Linked DNA regions of Callithrix jacchus: region 1 is linked to region 2. Evidence: chromatin contacts called from public Hi-C data. All regions are on one chromosome and are shown on one strand. The core of a region is the stretch at or near the end of the contact, and the rest is flanking DNA. Distances in the headings are between cores, read along the strand shown.

Region 1 (6,965 bases), core at 4,315-6,814, 53 kb after region 2:
CCCGTAATCCCAGTTACTCGGGAGGCTGCAGTGAGCCGAGATTGCACCATTGCACTCCAGACTGGACAAGAGCAAAAACTCAGTCAAAAACAAAAGGAAGAAGAACAAAGGTTCACCCCTCCGAAACGGCTCACAAACACTCCTGAGTCCCATATGCTGTGCAGGAGGTGACCATCTCCGAGTCTTCCCACCACTGTGAGTGAGGCAGCCTCATTACCATTTCACAGGAGGAGAAACAGTCTCAGTGAGGTCAGGCAACCGACTCACTCCCATGCTCCTCTCCCTGGAGTTTCATGTGGACATGTTAAAGCTCTTCTTTTGCTGCCAGTAGTGTTTATGGATAATTAAAACAGCTCACATCTGTTGAGTAACAAGCTAACATTTCCACTCTTCCACTTAACGCCTGTGGAATTTGCTACGCATCTCCACAAATTGAACTTTTTCTCTTCAACCAATGTCCTCCTTCATCCTTTAAGACTTTGGACCTGCCCATGTTTCATACTTTGGAGCACCACCATGAGTGGTGGCTCATGTCTATAATCCCAGGACCTTGGAAGGCTGAGGCAGGCGGAACACTTGAGGTCAGGAGTTCAAGATAAGCCTGGCCAACATGGTGAAACCCCGTCTCTACTAAAAATACAAAAATTAGCTGGGTGTGGTGGTGCCCACCTGCAGTCCCAGCTACTCGGGAAGCTGAGGCAAGAGAATCACTTGAACCCGTGAGGTGGAGGCTGCAGTGAGCTGAGATCGTGCCATTGCACTCCAGTCAGGCAACAGAGCGAGACTCCGTCTCAAAAAAAAAAAAAAAAAAAAACACAGGGTAAGCACCACCTCTCCCATGACTCTCTCTGCCTCCTTCTGCCCCACCCACCCCAGTAAGAGCTACCCCAAGAAGGCTCTTCTTCCACTGCCACCTTCCACTGACATTTTCTTCTTTTTTTTGAGACAGAGTCTCACTCCATCACCAGGACCCCAGGCTGTTGTGGTGCAATGGCGCGACCTCGGCTCACCGCAACCTCCGCCTCCTGGGTTCAAGCAATTCTCCTGCCTCAGCCTCCTGAGTAGCTGGGACTACAGGCGCATGCCACCACTCCCAGCTAATTTTTTTTTGTATTTTTAGTAGAGATGGGGTTTCACCATGTTGGCCAGCATGGTCTCGATCTCTTCACCTCGTGATCTGCCTGCCTTGGCCTCCCAAAGTGCTGGGATTACAGGTGTGAGCCACTGTGTCCGGCCTCCACTGACATTTTCCTAGAAACTGTGACTCAATTCACGACGATTCCCTCTCCTTCTGTGTTGGGGTCTCTGATCAACTGCCATTTCATTACAGCCTTTCTTTTTTCCTTTGGGACAGAGTCTTACTCTGTCACCCAGGCTGGAATGCAATGGTGTGATCTCAGTTCACTGAAACTTCCGCCTCCTGGGTTCAAGCAATTCTTGTGTTTCAGTCTCCCGAAAAGCTGGAAATACAGGCTCCTGCCACCTTGCCCGGCTAATTTTTCTATCTTTAGTAGAGGCTGGGTTTTTGCCATGTTAGCTAGGTTGGTCTCAAACTCCTGACCTCATTTGGCGGGCCCCCCAAAATGCTGGGATTACAGGCGTGAGCCACCTCGCTCAGCCCAAAATGTATTTCTTAATCTGGCCAGGGAACAGTATGAACTCTCTGGTTAAGAATTCTGGGCCCAGGCCAGCCTCAGTCCTCTGGCTTTCAGTGCTGCAGATGAGAAATCTGCTGCCAATGTGTTGGTTTTTTTTCTTCTCTCCTTTGTCAATATTTATTCTGTTGTGAAGCTTCTGAGATGTTATCTGTGGATTTCCAGAATGTCACCAGGAGATGCCAAGGGTGTGTCTTTTTCTTTAAGGTAACCCTGCCTGGGGCTCTGCCAACCCTTTCACTGTGCAGATTCACGGCCTCTTCTGATCAGGGAAAATTCCCACTTTTATTCATCATATTTACCACTTCCAGACCTGCTCCCTCTTCTCCTTCTGGAGCCTCTAACATTCACAGGTGGATGAAGAAGCATCCCCCAAGCCTATCTTTACTTTGATGATTTCCATTTGGGTTTCTGGTTTTCTGGGAGCCATTTGTATCCTGAAAACAGGAAAGTCAATCCTCTTTTCCACTTCAGTTTTTTTTTCAATTTTTCAATTTTTATTATTATTTTTTTTAGAGACAGGGCTTTGCCACGTTGGCCAGGATGGTCTTGATCTCTTGACCTTGTGATCTGCCCACCTTGGCCTCCCAAAGTGCTGGGATTACAGGCGTGAGCCACCGAGCCCAGCTTTGTAAATGTTCTAAACTTCAAAATCCTAGTTGTAGAATCTCTTTTCTTACTTAGGCAGTATCTGGATTTCCTGCGTTTTAGGAACCAAACACTTGCCCAGGATATGCTGCTGGACTTTACCTCTGCCTCTGGCAGGGGGCCCCGGGAGCCCCCTCCATGTCCTCTGCAGCCAGGTCCGGCTGTGGGGTCCCCTTCCTGTGGGTTCATGGTCATGCCTCTGGCCCCAGACCTGCCCAGGTGCCAGCAACAGCAAGAGAGCAAGGGAGAGAGAGAACAGAAAGACGCTTGTCCCATGGAGACCCCAGTCAGGACCCCCAGGCAGGCATCGATTCCCACTTTCTCTCCTGGCTTGTTTCAGCACCATTCAGTGAGGGGCTTGGTCTCCTTCACCCAGAAGAATCCATCCTCAGGAACGGCGAGGGCCTCAACATCTCTCTGAGTGCACGGGGAGGCCCCCAGTCACACCAGCAGAAGCGGAACCCTGTCTCTCAACTCCAAAGCCACTGCCTATGGTCATCCCTAAGCTGGTCTCCAGGGGCAGTCCCCACCCAGTGGTCTTCCAGGGCTGGGAGGGGTGGGGAGGAATCACCATCCTGTGGATGGCTGGCAGCAGAGGTGGTGGGAAGAGGCACCCTCCCCTCTTGGGGTCTCCCTCTCCTTGAAGGTTCTCCCACCCCTAGCTGAGCTTTTCTGTGCTGGCTCCTGTCCACGCCGCCCCCCCATCCAGAACCCAGTGTCTATGTGGTCTCAAGATTTGGGACCGACCCCCCCCCCCCAGTAAGGGAGAGGAAGGAGGCGTTCCAAACCTTCCACCATGCAAGGCCTCAAGGAAGCTGTCAGTCAAGATGCTGGCCCCGCCTCCCTGTAAAGTTAAAACAGGTGACCCACACTAGGCAAATAGTAGGGGGTAGACAGTCCCCCTCTCCAGCCACCAAGAAGAAGCATTGCTATCATCTATCCTGAGCCTGTAGGTTGGGGAGAGCCTAAGAAGGAGCCAGGCAAGGACCACTGGGGTGCAGGTCCCAAAATGGGGTACCTCTGGGCAGGCTGTCAGTGTGACTCTGGCTGTGCCAGGGACCTGGAGCCTGGGACACAGTCAGTTAGTTCACTGTCCTGAGGCCCCACCCCAGCGCCCTGGAGGAAGGAGGAGAAGAGAGGATTACAGACCCGCCCTTGTGGGTCAGAGGAGAATGTGGTGTGACTTTCTCTAGTCCCTCCACCTCTCTGGGCCTAGATTTCTCAGATGAGACCAGGAGGAAGCCCCCAAGTGACTTCTGTCCTTGTCCCCTGGGAGGCTCAGGCTTAGGCTTGCAGAGCCTTAACTAGGTGGGCACTGTGTGCCTGGGGGTTTTACCCACAGAACAGGGCCTGGGCAGGGGGTGGGGGGTGGCTGTGCCCCGGTGCTATAGCACCGGACAGTGCCAGTCCTTGGCCTCACCCACAAATCTAGGGCAGGGGGCATGGATCTGATCTCTCCCACGTGGGCCCATGAGGATGGGCAGCGAAGGACATTCCAGGCAAGGAGGCCTGCACAGCGGGAGTGCAGAGGAGTGACTGCATAGGTGTGCCCGTAGGCACCTCAGGCCTGGCCTTAGTGGGAGTGTTCCTACCCCAAACCCCGGTGTTCCCAGGACAGCAGCACGGGCTGCAGCGCAACTGCAGAAAGAACCCTGCCCCTCCGGGAAAGAATCTACACTCCCCAAGGACCGGAAGGTGTTGGCCTGGGAACAGCCCCTCACCCCACCCGCAGGAGCTGGAAGTGGTTGGGGAGCAAGGGTGGAACAGACAGCAAGATAGGAGTCGGGAGGGGAAGGTGAGAATGGAATTCGCAGAGGACACGCCCCCTCTGCCTCTAGGGCACCCAGCGCTAGGGAGAAACCCCCCAGCGATTGGCAGCAAACTCCAGGCTTTCTCCCCAGCAGCTTCTGACTGGGTGACCGGCCGGGGAGTTCTAACTCCCGTCACCGCACACCACTTCCCCAACACGTCTCTCGCCCGGGAAGAAGCAGGCTCCAACGCCACAGGTTTAAATACTTAAGGCCACCGCTGGCCACTCTGGCTGTCAGCGCTGGATTCGAGCCAAATCCAAGCAGGTGAAGCGCGGAGAACAAGGGCAGGTGCTGGGGAGAAAGGCGGAACCAGACGAGGATAACGGGCCAGCCCTCTCTGCAACTCCCCCCGCCAACCACCCACCGATAGCTCACCTAGCCTCCCCAGGAATCCCTGGTGAATAAATTAACCCTCAAGGTAAAAGCAAAGAAGCCAGAGGCCCAACAGGGAAGTGCCTTGCCCGACGCCCACAGTCGGGGCAGGGCAGAGCCCGGGCTGCACGCCCGCCCGGGACCTCCCGGGGACATCGGCTTGGGGAGAAACCCCAGGGCCGCGGCCGGGCCTCGGAGAAGGTGCCCCACACCGGCTCGTCCCGCCCACCCACCACCCGCCTCCGGCCCCCAGCAGCTCACAAAACCGCGTAGGAAGGGGCGGCGTTCCAAGGTGTGACTCGGCACCTAGGGTCTGGCCAGAGCGGTTCGGTGCCCTCCAAGGCCAGCCGGGTAGGGGTCGCCCCGTAGCCACACCCAGCTAGACGGCTGTGCGGAACCGGGTGGAGTCAGCCCCAAAATTTACGGCGGGGGGAGGAGACCTGCTCCCGGGGCGCGCCGGATGGGGATGGGGGAAGGGAGGGAGACAAGTCCAGGACTGCGGTGCCGGGGGGGCAGCGGGACATCCTCCCGGCAGTCGTAGCCTCCGCCCGGCCACGGTGCTACCCCGGCGCCCCAGACCTCCCTTCCGAGCGTGCCCGGAGGAGTTCAAGACACCTGCCCCCGCGGACAGCCGGGGCCTGAAGTCAGTTTACGCCCAGGAGAGCCGCCCGAGGCAAGAGCACTGCTGTCCCCATTCACAGACGCGGCGACCCCCGCCAGCGGAAGCCGCGAGGCCCGGGCGTGCAGGTGGGCCGGCCTCCCTCCCCGGACGCCTCGCCCCGGCCCGGCCCGCCGCCTCCTTACCCCCCGCGCATCCAGCCAGGAAGTCCAGCGCCATGGCCGGGTCCCCGGCGAGGCCGCCCTTCTCCTTGTCTTCCTCCTACGGCCCCTCTCCTGGCTGGGCGCCGTCGGGGTCCCCGAGCTCGCGGAGACGGGGCTGGGCCTGGCCGCCCGTCCTGGGGCGCGGAGCCCGGGCAGGCAGGGGCGCGGTCGGGGACGGCGGCGGCGGCGGCGGGGCCCGGCTGGTCCCTCGGCGGCGGCTGCGGGCTGGCTGGATCCCCTCGGGCCCGCGGTCCCTCACCTCGGGCCCCGCGCCCCGCCCCTCGTGCTCGCAGGCGGGGCCCGGGCCGGGCGCTGAGCGAGGCCAATGGGCGGGCGCGGCGCGGACAACACCCGGGGCCCTGAGCTCCGCCGCCGCGCCTCATTGGCCGGGCGTGCGCGGGCGGGCGGGGCGCGGGGGACGTGGCGGGCGCGCGGGCCGGGCGCCGAGGCCCGGCAGACAAAGAGCGCGCGGGGTGCGTCCGCCCCGCGGCTGGGGACCCCTCCCGAAGTGCGCCGGGCGGCGCTGGCCCGGACAGGCCCTGGGTTCGAAGTCCAGCGCCGCCGCGGAACCTCAGCGCCCTCGCCTGTGCCGTACGGACCCTGCCGCGATAACGGCCTTGGAGCGCCGCTAGTTGTGAAACTCCGCGGGCTGGAATCGCCGCTGGGGAGCCTCTGCCCGTCCCGCCTGCGCGCCCGTGGCGGCGGTGGCCTCCTGGCCGAACCCGCCGGATTGTGAGGGTCGGACGCACTCGGGCGCTTCCGTGGGGCCTGAGGCTGGGATTTGGGTGGAGAGGAGAGAACTTTAAAAGGGAAAGGGGTCATGGGGCAAAGGGCGCAGCCAGGCCTTCGGGAAACAGCACTTTCCCTTGGACTGCGGGTCGCGGGAGCCACGGAAGGCTGTGGAGGGAGGGACGTGGACAGGCTGCGGAGTGGAGCCAGGGCAGATCGCAGCGCGTCCGTCAGCGGTGGCGGGACGGGGCGAGACCGGAGGGGCCGTGCTCAGACGCTGAAGTCGGAGGGCGCTTGGCTCTGGGTCATCAGGGTACCCCTGGGCTGCGGAGATGAGTTAGAGCCGAGTCTGACTCGGCCCCCCAAGGAGTCCCTGACATTCGCAGTGGCAAGGGACTACCGTGGTCCTTGTGGAGGGTCTCCGTCGGTGACTTCCCACCAGCTCTTCCCCAGCGCCTCGGGAGGTCCAGACGGTCGGTTTGGAGCCTGGGAGCAGACGGGTCAGGCACTTTCTCTTCACTGTGGGAGTCAGATCGCACAGCCTTAGGGCCCAGCTTCCTTCTTCAGGGCCTGCAGGCAAGGCCACACTCTGTGCCACGTTTCCAGGCTTAGAATCACATGGTTCTTTTATTTGAATTCCAGTGGGTGCTGTACCTGCTGGAGGGGCAGATCGTAAGGTTCTGTGTATTTGGTACTACGACACTCAGGTAGGTGTTGCCTGTAGTGCAGCCTGATGCTAGGGGCGGGGGTCCCCAACGGACGTGCAGGTGGAACGGCAGCCCTTCCCAGACGCCTCTCCCCGGCCCTGCCCACAGCTTCCTTCCCCACCCCACTCCCTGCGCGCATCCAGCCAGGAAGTCCAGCACTATAGCCCAGTCCCAGTGAGGCCGCCCTTTGTCCTCGTCCTCCTCCTGAGGCCTTTCTCCTG
Region 2 (5,951 bases), core at 283-2,782:
CATAGGAATCTAACAGTTTTTTTTTTTATTAGTTTTAAACCTTAAAGGGTCCCTAGATACCTGTTTTTTTCTCTTTTTACTATTTTTTTTGAGATGGGGTCTCACTCTGTCACCCAGGTTGGAGTGCAGTGGTGAGATCTCTGCTCACTGCAGCCTCCGCCTCCTGAGTACCTGGGACCACAGGGCGGGCCACTATGCCCCACTAATTTTTTTTTTTTTTTTTTTTTTTGAGACACGGTCTCATTCTGTTGCAAGGCTGGAGTGCGGTGTCATAATCTTGGCTCACTGCAACCTCTGCCTCCTGGTTTTAAATGATTCTTCTGCCCCAGCCTCCTGACTAGCTGGGACTACAGCTGTGCGGCACCATGCCCAGCTTTTAGTAAAGACCCATGCTGGCCATTTGGTCACCATGTTGGCCAGGATGGTCTCAATCTCTTGACCTTGTGATCCGCACCCGCATTGGCCCCCTAAAGTGCTGGATTACAGGTGTGAGCCACTGCACCTGGCCCCAGCTAATTTTTTATTTTTGGTAGAGATGAGGTTTCGCCATGTTGCCCAGGCTGGTCTTGAACGCCTGAGCTCAGACGATTCACCCGCCTCAGCTTCCCAAATTGTTGGGATTACCGGCCTGCCTCCCCCAACACACACACACCCTCACACTCTCTCTTTTTTTTTTTTTGAAACAGAGTCTCATTCTGTCACACAGGCTAGAGTGCAGTCCTGGGCTGAAGCAATCCTCTCACCTCAGCCTTCCAAGTAGCTGGGATCTCTGTGCATCTGGGAGTTTTTTAGTTGTTGCTTTTTAAATTAGAGATGGTATCTTGCCTTGTTGCCTGGGCTGGCCTTGAATTCCTGGGCTCAGACTATCCCCCTGCCTCAAATTCCTGAGTAGCTGGGACTACAGACACCCAGCTTCAACTGTGTTTTGAATAATCTTAATCAGTTGCTTAAAGCCAGTGTTTACTTTGGGCTTTTTGGCTATATGTAATTAATAAATATTTCAGTGTTCATTACAGTACTATGTATTTTTTCCCTAGGTAGTCATGCTATTATACAGGAATAACTGTTTTATAACTTAATTATAAACTAACCCGCTTAACCATTGCATTGAATAGGGAAGATAATGATTAAAAACTGAGAATTTAAAACATTTAGAGAAAATCTAGGTGATTTAAAAACTTGAGGTTCCGGGTGGTGAGAAACTGTGCACCTCTCTAAGGCTGTTGATATTTTAATTCAGAGTGGTTAACTAATTTGGAGGGAGCAGACGTTGCATTGCCATGTGCATGAACTGCTACATAGATGCCTAGAACTGTGGGAAAGAGCAAACATGTCCATGGCCACCCCGTCCCATTCCATTTGCATACATGTGTTTTGTGAGGCGAGGCCAGCATGTGCATACTGCCTGTCCATGGCTAATGAAGATGGCACAGGTGCAGGGACAGTTGGGACTGTGTCCCCCCACCCTGCCAATCCTGTGCCCTGCCACCCAATACAGCTTAGGTTGGATGGGGGCTGTGCCTTCTCAAAGTACTGGCAGCTGAGTGGCACCTCCTTCACGTCTGGGAATCAGTGGACCCTCCCCTGGTATACCCAGGGCAGCCTATGCCCCAGGCAGAGAACCTTTGCTTGGACCTTGTTGGTATGTGGGGTGGTCAGACCCTACCTGAGCTGTGACCTTCTGAGAACAGACAAATAAAATTGCTGAAGAAGAGGCAAAAATAATAATTACTATTCTGTTACAATGAATAGAGAAGTGGCCTGTTCTGGATTAAGCAAAATGTATATGAGCAGAAAACCACTGATATTAAAATCAATAAATGCAAGTAAGTTGAAATGCATTGAATTTTTCTCAATTTTATAAGTTTGGAAGATACAGGTTTGCCAAAAATCACTAGTCATGATGGTTTGCCATTCAGTCTCTGTGGGTTTTTCATCCCCCCAGTAAAACTGTGCTATTTATCGCTAAGTAGAGATGCTATGAACATGAATTTCCATGGAGCCAAGCTCAAAAAGCCGTCGAAAGTAATCACTTCAACCTCATGACCTACATAAGGCAGCCTAAGTCATAGATCTGGTTTCCTGATCTGGTGGCTCTGAAAGCTTTAGCTTCGATTCCGGATAAAGCCCCTGTGCTGTCAGACTCTCCACTCAAGGTTATTAACCTTTCCTTTTCCCTCCTGCTATCCACAACTCACTCCCCCTAGTGGGGGGGGAAAATTGGTATCGGGAAAAGGTCATCCACAGTTAGCATTTTAGGCTTTTGGAAGGGGGTAAAGTTTTTAAAACATCCATGTCCATCTCCTAGGTGGATATTTACAAAAGGCATTTCTAGTTTGTTTTTGAATATCGCTTTACAAGGTCAGTCTGTTTTAAGGCTGGGAAACTTAGAAATTATATTAGTAAAACAATTATTGCAATGAACATTACTTAAGAAAGAGTATTTGCTAATTTATTTTCTCTGTGCTCCTACTACTTCCAGTAGGAAGAGTAGGTAAGCAAAAGTGAATTTTCTTTTTTTTTTTTTTTTGAGACAGGGTGTCACTTTGTCACCCAGCCTGGAGTTCAGTGGCCCAATCTCAGCTCATTGTAACCTCCACCTCCTGTGCTCAAGGAGTTCTCCTGCCTCAGGTTCTCCAAGAGCTGGGACTGCAGGCACGCACCACCGGGCACGGCTAATTTTTTGCAGAGACAGGGTTATCAGAATCATGACTTGGATTTAGAAAATAACACTAATGTAATTACTGTTATAGTAGATTGTTAGGAAGAGCCAAGGGAAATTTTAGAAGTTAGCTGACTACTGGATAGGTTTGCACCTTTTCATGTATGATGAACCTTAATAACAACACATACGGGGAGCCAAGCCAAGCTATTTCGTAGTTCTGAGTATCTTCTCAGTAGGTTCCATTGTATTTAACTTCATGAATAATTATCAATAATAGAAAGCCAGCAGCATCTTATTTCCTCTCTAGAGGGCACTGACCTTGGGATCTTTGTAAAATGAGTTGGGATAGCAGTATCCTTAAAGTCACTTTCAATCTTCATAACAAGGAAATTCTATTCCTTTACAAATACAACAAACTACTCAATTATTCTTCTTCTCTTTTTTTTTTTTTTTTTTTTTTTTTTTGATACAGAGTCTTGCTCTCTCACCCAGGGTGGATTGCAGTGGTTTGATCTGGCTCACTACACCCTCTGCCTCCCAGGCTCAAACAATTCTTCTCCCTCACCCTCCTGAGTAGCTGGGATTACAAGTGTGTGCCACCATGCCTGGCTAACCTACTGTATTAGTAGAGACGGGTTTTACCATGTTTGCCAGGGCTGGTCTCAAACTCCTGACCTCAAGTCATCTGCCCGCCTTGGCCCCCCAAAAGTGTGGACATTACAGATGTGAGCTACTGTACCCAGCCTACTCAATTTCTTAAACATGACCTAGCAAATGGGATATTAGGAACTCTTGAGCAAAAAAAATATTTTTTTTTTGGAGACAGGTTCTTGCTATGTTGCTCAGACTGGAGTGCACTGGCTATTCACAGGTGTGATCATTGTGCACTGTAGCCTCGAACTCCTGGGCTCAGGCGGTTCTCCAGCCTCAGCCTCCCTAGTAAGTGGGACTAGAGGTGTGTGCCACTCCACCCAGCTTGAATAAAATTCTTAATAGCCATTCAGTTACTTTAGTTTTACACGGTGGTTTCATATGTGGTTAAACATTAAAACAATGTAAATTACAATTAAAAAAGTATGAATGGTTATTTGCGATGGACCATTTCTTGTGTAATTTTTTTTTTCTCTCCAAGATAGTCTTGCTCTGTTGCCCAGGCTGGAGTGCAGTGGAGAACCTTTACCTTCTGGGTTCAAGTGATTCTCCTGCCTCAGCCTCCTGAGTAGCTGGGATTACAGGCGTGTACCCCCACACCCGGCTAATTTTTTTATTTTTAGTGGAGATGGGTTTCACCATGTTGGCCAGGCTGGTCTCAGACTCCTGACCTCAAGTAATCTGCCTGCCTCAGCCTCCCAAAGTGTTGGTTTTACAGGCGTGAGCCACTGCACCTAGCTTTCTTGTGTAAATTAGTTCCCCTCCTCAAATAGAAGATCTGTGAAGCAGGGAAAGGGACTGCCATTGCTGTGCAAGAAGCTGTTCTGTTGGTGCCAGGACCTGTCTCTTCAGGAGAGTATTGGACTTTGAATATTGAGTGAACGAATGGATGGAATTGTGCTATAAGGCAGAATCCAGTGCTTATACCAAAATACTTATTTTTGTCTATTCCTGTATAGGTGGAAAACAAGTATTAGCAATAGAGAGAAGGTGGAGAAGTGTTGCCTTTTAGAGGCATCATGGGCTTTAGAGTCAGTCTTTGATTCAAATATCAGATCTGCTACTTACTGCTCTTTAGATACATTGCTTGTTATTTCTGAGGTCAGTTTCTTCAGCCAAAAACATAGGGTTTAATACCTTAAAGATTTTGTTTGGATTGAGAAACGTGGCAGTTGCCAGAATGAAACGGGTACTTAACAATGATAGTATCCTTTCTTAAGGTCTTTATTAGTAGGAAAAACTGGGAAACAGACTACATCTTGATTTTTGCCTGTTGCTTAGCAGTGAATCCCAAATGTTTAGCTCTCCCCATTTCGGTGAAAGTTTGGGTGATGGCAGTGGTGAGTCTTTGTCTTTTTGCCAGGAGTAACCTAGAGTGGCCTAAAATACAAGGTGTGGAGAAACAAAATCTAGCTAAACACGTACATGCATACATACATAGGTAAATATGTCAGTTGGTGAAGGTGAAAATAGAAAATCAGGATCACAGGAAACATTGACGTCAACCCTAATGAGCTTCCTGGCAGTCAAGATAAAAAAGGAACTTACATTACCTTTATTGGATACTTATTCTACGGAAATAAAGCTTTTTTTTTAGGACTGAATTCAAAAATCAATGCCTTTGTGTATGAAGGGACCACTGAGTGGTAGTACTGGCATTTTTCAGCCAATGTAGTGACAAATTTCACAGTGTTCTCTAAGAGCTGCCTTAAAAATGTATTATAGAATGTGGCGGGGCATGGTGGTTCACACCTGTAATCCCAGCACTTTGGGAGACTGAGGTGGATGGATCTGAGGCCAGGAGTTTGAGACCAACCTGGGCAACATAGTGAGACCTTGTCTCTACAGGAAAAAAAAAAGCCAGGGATAGTAGCATGTGCTTATAGCACCAGCTACTCAGGAAGCTGATGCAGGAGAACCACCTGAGCCCAGGAGGTCAAGGCTGCAGTGAGCTCCACTCCAGCCTGGGTAATGCTAAGATTCTGTCTGAAAAAGAGATTTTTATGATTAACATACTGTGGTTGACTGAATAATGACTTCCAAGATAGCCAGATCCTAATTCTTGGAAGCTGTGTGCATTAACCTTATTTGCAAGTGTGATTAAACCAAGGTTCTCAAAATGGGGAGAGTAGCCTGGACTATCCAGATGGGTACCAGATGTAATCACGGAAGTGTCCTTGTGTTCACTGGAAGGTAGTGGGAGATTGACTGCCAAAGAGGATGTAGGAGGGGTGCAAGAGGTTGGAGTGAGGTGAAGAGAAGAGGTCAAAGAATATAGGCAGCCTTCAGAAGCTAGAAGAAGTTAGGGACCAGGTTCTCCACTAAAGCCTCCGGAAGGAACCCACACAATGGCTTTATAGCTCTGAAACTGATTCTCATTGCTGGCGTCTAGAACTGTAAGAGAATAAATTCTTGTTGTTCCAAACCACCAAATTGGCGGTGGTTTTGTTACAGTGGTAATAGCAAGCTAATACGTGTGCTAGCACCGCCTGTGTACTTCAGTCAACAGGAACTTGGCAAGTCCCTATTACATGCAAGACGCAAGACCTGCTGTTCCCCCTTAAACCTAGGAGAGGGCGGGAAGTGGAATACAGGGGCTTTTTTTGCACACTACTCAATTTCCCAGGCATGATGG

What was found. Hi-C and Micro-C count contacts between places; a contact is called where the count stands out from the background.
Region 1: a Hi-C map of skeletal muscle shows a contact between it and region 2, with 5 times the contacts expected there. The contact joins the promoter of SLC25A29 here to the enhancer-like site in region 2. A contact is called at or near these places in 2 of 3 Hi-C or Micro-C datasets (both in skeletal muscle).

Annotation. Positions count from the first base shown.
Region 1 is chr8:135,204,801-135,211,765 of calJac240_pri, forward strand. It overlaps SLC25A29 (solute carrier family 25 member 29), which reads right to left and starts at 5,565. Exons shown (of 5, transcript XM_078335757.1): 1 at 5,291-5,565.
Region 2 is chr8:135,155,384-135,161,334 of calJac240_pri, forward strand. The region is part of intron 1 of YY1 (YY1 transcription factor); the gene reads left to right. Among named protein-coding and RNA genes, the nearest start is that of YY1, 7.7 kb to the left of the region's middle. Within about 2 kb of position 1,533, at least 4 of the 16 cell types and tissues checked have an H3K27ac peak or open chromatin away from gene starts, as enhancers often do. A contact at or near this core is called in skeletal muscle, where this site is marked.